2 separate regions of the Zea mays genome follow, and region 1 is linked to region 2. The links are chromatin contacts, called in public Hi-C maps. All regions are on one chromosome and are shown on one strand. The core of a region is the stretch at or near the end of the contact, and the rest is flanking DNA. Distances in the headings are between cores, read along the strand shown.

Region 1 (2,776 bases), core at 234-2,733, 200 kb after region 2:
GGACTTGGCTGCTGTCAGCCTCACTCTGTTGAGTGGCACAGCAGTCAGGGCAGCGCAGGCGGCGCTGTCCTCTTGTCAGGCCGGTCAGTGGAGCGGCGAAGTGACTACGGTCACTTCGGCTCTGTCAACTGGAGGGTGCGCGTCATGATAAAGGTGTCAGGCCACTTTTGCATTAAATGCCCCTGCGATTTGGTCGGTTGGCGTGGCGATTTGGCCAAGGTTGATTCTTGGTGAAGACTGGGCCTCGGGCGAGTCAAAGGTGTGTCCGTTGCTGGAGGGGGTCCTCGGGCGAGACGTAGATCCTCCGGGGTCGGCTGCCCTTGCCCGAGGCTGGGCTCGGGCGAGGCGTGATCGCGTCCCTCGAATGGACCGATCCTTGACTTAGTCGCACCCATTAGACCTTTGCAGCTTTGTGCTGATGAGGGTTACCAGCTGAGATTTAGGAGTCTTGAGAGTACCCCTAATTATGGTCTCCGACAAATTCTACAAATTCGATCCATGCCATTATCTACGCTCCACCACCGACATGTGATAGCACGGCCCGCCGCTGTCACTCTCCAAGCGTGCGAGTGCGTGGGGCATGCACGCCCCGACCATCTCCTTCCATGCGAGGGTGAGGAACAGTTTTCACCGCCACGGCATGCACGAGTAGGTCCCCAATGAGGATATTCTTGTATTTTCAGGTGAGTCCTGTACGCGTGGAGCGTAGATAATGGTATGAGCCAAATTTTTAGAATTAATAATGACAACCACTGGGTATCACAAATTATAATGACATTTTTAAAATCCTCGATTTTGATAATGACATATATCTGAAAAACCCCAACAAATTTTGGTGGGGATGTTTCTGAAACATCCGACGACTTATATGACACATTTAATATTTTAATATAGTATATACAAAGAATTTTAAACTAATTTGTTTCACGTTATTTAGAATATTATGAAGTATAAGAATAAAATTTTATATAGTTTTTTGTGTGCATTATTTTCTCCTTACAACAAAAAATGAAAAAAAAATCTGAGTCCGTATTCAGATAGTTATCCAAATTCTATATCAATTATTTTAAAAATATATAATAAATTTGTTGTTTACTTTTTATAAATATTAATAGACTAAATGTTAAAAATAAGAATATAAATTTACATAGCAGATTATATTTGTTATTTGTTTGTAATCGAAAAAAGTCTAAAAATTTAATATCCGAATCTATCTCTGAAATTTGGTTGTGCACTAGTACAAGGCAAAATTCAGTGCTGCTGCCGCCCTGTCCCGTGCCCTTTGTTTCTCCTGGAATGGGAATAACTCCATCTGAAATTACTACACCTGCGTAGAGCGAGAGCGATAGGACAGAACTGTGGTTTGCTCAACTCAAATCACAACTGATGCCATGAGCGCATCTTAAACCTGGCGCTAGGGACCATTGCGCCAAGCGACACTGTACTACTACCTAATCTACCGCAGGGCAGCTAAGGAAAACAAATGCAAACAAACGCAAAACATCCGTCCGTCGCTCCGGCAGAGGAGGATCTCGATACGAGCACTACAACCCACCTAATCCACTCTCCAGTCTCCAGTCTCCACCACCTTTCCCTTCCTCTCCCCTCCCCACCCCAAATCGAGGCCAGCCAGGGGCACCGCCACCATCACTTCACCGCCGCCGTCGACTTCACTCTCTCTCACTCCCAAACCAAGCTACCTTCCGCCCATGGGCCCACCGCCGCGCCGCCGCCAACTCCTGCTGTCTCTCGCGCTGCTCGCCACCGCGGCCGCCTGCTGCGCGGCGGGGGCGGCGCCCAGGCTGTCGCCCAACTACTACCGCCGCAGCTGCCCGCGCGTGGAGCGGATCGTGTCGGACGCCGTCGCCGCCAAGCAGCGCGCCAACCCGTCCACGGCGGCGGGCACGCTGCGGCTCTTCTTCCACGACTGCTTCGTCAACGGCTGCGACGCCTCGGTGCTGGTCTCGCCGCTCTCCTCCTCCGGCGCCGCGCCGGAGCGCGCCGCGGAGATCAACCTCTCCCTGCCCGGGGACGCCTTCGACGCCGTGGCCCGCGCCAAGGCGGCGCTGGAGGCCGAGTGCCCGGGCGTCGTCTCCTGCGCCGACGCGCTGGCGCTGGCGGCGCGCGACCTCGTGGCCGCCCTGGGCGGGCCCCGGTTCCCCGTCGCGCTGGGCCGCCGCGACTCCCGCCGCTCCGACGCGCGCGACGTCGAGGGCAACCTGCCCCGCACCAACATGTCGGCGCGAGCCATGGTGCGCCTCTTCGCCCGCAAGGGCCTCTCGCCCCGGGAGATGGTGGCGCTGGCCGGCGCCCACACCGTCGGCTTCTCCCACTGCGCCGAGTTCGCGCCCCGCATCTACGGCTACCGGGGCGCCAGCCACGACCCGCGGCTCAACCCGGAGTTCGCGCGCGCGCTGCAGCGCTCCTGCGCGGGATACCGCACCGACCCCACCGTCTCCATCTTCAACGACATCGTCACGCCCCGGGACTTCGACGAGACCTACTACAAGAACCTGCCCCACGGCCTCGGCCTGCTCGCCTCCGACGCCGCCATCTGGGAGTACCCGCCCACCAGGGTCTTCGCCCAGCGCTACGCCGCCAACCGCACCGCCTTCTTCGAGGACTTCGCCGCCGCGATGCAGAGGCTCGGCGCCGTCGGCGTCAAGACGGGGCGCCAGGGCGTCGTCAGGCGCCGCTGCGACGCGCTCGACTGAGTGTCGCGATGCTTGTTGTGCCATTGGGTCGGTCGATCGTTGTAAGGCTTCGAATTCGATTA
Region 2 (2,700 bases), core at 110-2,609:
CAGGTTAGTTTGTACTGGCATAGCGGCGAGGTTCCAAAACACACTGCACTTTATAACAGCACATGATATAGCTATCTATTTAGAATCTTGCAAGAAACCTAATCTAGTTTCTGTGTAACATTTTTTAGTTTGTACTTGGGATAGTGCACCTAAAAAGCTATCACCTGTTGATGTACACATATCCCCCCATGAGGCAAGTGCAAAGAAGTCCTACGACGAGCACTGCATCTGGATTGATAGGAGCACGACCTTTCCACCAACCAGTGCTCAGTATCCAAGTGTACATTGTAGAATGCCCATTCTCCTGCAGCAGTATAAGTGTGTAACATGACTCAGTCGGGTAAAATGACACATTCAATCCCAAAGCATCAAAGGGAAAGGTTCATTTGTGATCTGAACAAATTTTACTTCACATGCAGTGCAGAAACATCATGCCAGTTGGATTAGTTGGGTATTTCTAGAACAACTTGGGTCCAACTGTCCAAGATGTCAAGCACACACTTTTAAAGTTGGGACATCAATTCTAAGCTGATACATCCCATGTTCACGAGACATTCCTTGCCGACTTCCGGTTGACAAAAAATCCAAACTACTGAATGCTCACCTCAAACAAGTGATCCAAGAAAAAGTGGGAGAGCGAGCCGGCAGAGATCAGCAAGAAACACTGCCTCTTTCTTAATGGTACCTGCAGCAGCACCAAGCCACCAAGATTAAACAAATCAGGCACGCAACACTAGATTGATACAGAGGCGTCTGGGCTGCGAAGCTACTCAACACTATTCTGCAACAGAGGATTAAGATAACGCGGCATTTGCTAAACTAGAATGGCATTGGCACCAAGTTGCTAGACTCCGAACGCAGCCGTACCGAACAGTAGATTAAAAAAAGTGGGAGGAAGCAAACATAGCAAATCCAACGCGGCGAAAGAAGGATTCATGAGGAATTGGAAATTCCGGCACCCACCCCGGAGGGAGAGTCGAGGACGCCGGCGCGAAGCAGACGGCGGGAGAGCCAGGCGTAGGCCCAGGCGAGCGGGAGGCCGAGGAGGAGCGGGTAGTAGAAGGGGTGGTGCACGGCGGCCATGGCGAGGTCCCCCGCGGCGGAGGCCGAGGGGAGGAAGGAGCAGAGCCACTCGGCGAAGGAGCCGAGGTCCGGGCCGAGGAACGCGTTCGCTGCGTAGACGGCGCAGTGGTGCGGCCCGAAGCGGCGGTCCGGGCCGGCGAGCCGAGACAGCGCCGCACCGCCCGACAGAGCGTACAGCAGGTGCGCTCCTGGCCCCGGCATCCCGCTCCTTGGCCGCTGATGAGCTGGCTCGGTCACCGCCGGCAGACGGAGGCGTGGCGCGCGGTGTGGTGTTTGTTTGGTGGTGGTGGGAGGAGCAGTAGGCGTAGGGCGGCGGACTCGGGACACGATTTTCTGCTTCTCTGGAGGCGGACGACGAGGGTGGGTTCTGGTTTGGTTTTCTTTGCGAGCTTCTCGCCTTCTCCTGTCCGTACTCCGTAGTCGTCTCGCGGTCTCGCCTTCGCGGTTTCCTCTTCTCCCGCTGTCACCGCGAGACGCCCATGTAACGGTTAACGGTCACGTGTTTGGTTGAACAACGACCTGGACTCAACCCTGGTCAGCACTCAGGTTAGCATGTGCTGCAACCTGCAGGTTCTAATGTAACTTGGACCACTAATTGTAGCTGTTAGGATCGCAGGTGGGAACAAAAAGGAGACATAGAGTTTAATATGGAAAGAACTCCTCGAATGTGGAGGAGAAAAAAACCACGGGAAAACAGATCTATTATATGTTGTTCAAGTACAGGATACAAGGGAGACTTATTTATATAGGCAAAGTAGATAAAGATAGGGTCACATGATCTTATCCAACAAGATAGAGATAAGATCACATGATCTTATCCAACAAATATCCCCTTGACGCTAATCTATAAAACTGTTTTCTCAAACACTACTAGGATGCTAAATTTGAATATCAATCAAGTCTAAGGAATCATTAGACTTGGAACTGGAGCACGGCTTCATATCATCAAAATAACCTCTCTTCTGGAACGCAATTGAAACAGCTTCAGCATCAACTGTTGAACATTGCAAGTAATAGAGATTATTCAAACGGTTGCCCTTCAAGATAATACGGTTGCCACGATAAACCTTAAGAACACCATCAATAGCAGCAAAATTGAATCTCATTGCTTCTAAAGTGCTCAAAGAAATAAGATTTCTCTTCAATTTTGGAACAAAACGGACATCGATAAGTTTCTTAATACTGCCATCATGAACTTGGATATAAATAGAGCCGATTCCAATAATCTCACATGTGGATCCATCTCCAATAACATCCTTACCAGCATGAGACTGAACATAATCAGAAAACCAATCTCTATGTGAACAAATATGAAAAGTGCAAGCGGAATCGAGAACCCAAGAAGAGCACTTTTCAACAGAGGCAACAAATACAGTTTCTCCACTATCCAAAGTTTCAACAAAACTGGCTTCAACAGAAGACTTATCCAATTCTTTTTTCTTTCTCTTCTCTTTATTTCTCACCTTAGGGCACTGAGAAATATGATGAGTATTTTTCTGCAATAAGGGCAATAAAGGTTGGATTAATGATTTCCAGATCCTTGAACAATTAAACCTTCACCTTTGGGTTCAGAACGAGAATCAACATCAAATTTTTCTTTGGACAATAAATTTGACT

Evidence for each region. A called contact is a pair of places that touch in the nucleus more often than the background predicts.
Region 1: a Hi-C map of ear shows a contact between it and region 2, with 9 times the contacts expected there. The contact joins the promoter of LOC100285655 here to the promoter of LOC100278581 in region 2. A contact is called at or near these places in 6 of 25 Hi-C or Micro-C datasets (bundle sheath, ear, endosperm and 3 more).

What each region holds. Positions count from the first base shown.
Region 1 is chr2:42,343,349-42,346,124 of Zm-B73-REFERENCE-NAM-5.0, forward strand. It overlaps LOC100285655, which reads left to right and starts at 1,484. Exons shown (of 1, transcript NM_001291638.2): 1 at 1,484-2,776. The coding sequence starts at 1,710. The coding sequence ends at 2,714.
Region 2 is chr2:42,144,643-42,147,342 of Zm-B73-REFERENCE-NAM-5.0, forward strand. It overlaps LOC100278581, which reads right to left and starts at 1,360. Exons shown (of 4, transcript NM_001165648.1): 1 at 964-1,360; 2 at 605-685; 3 at 165-304. The coding sequence starts at 1,284.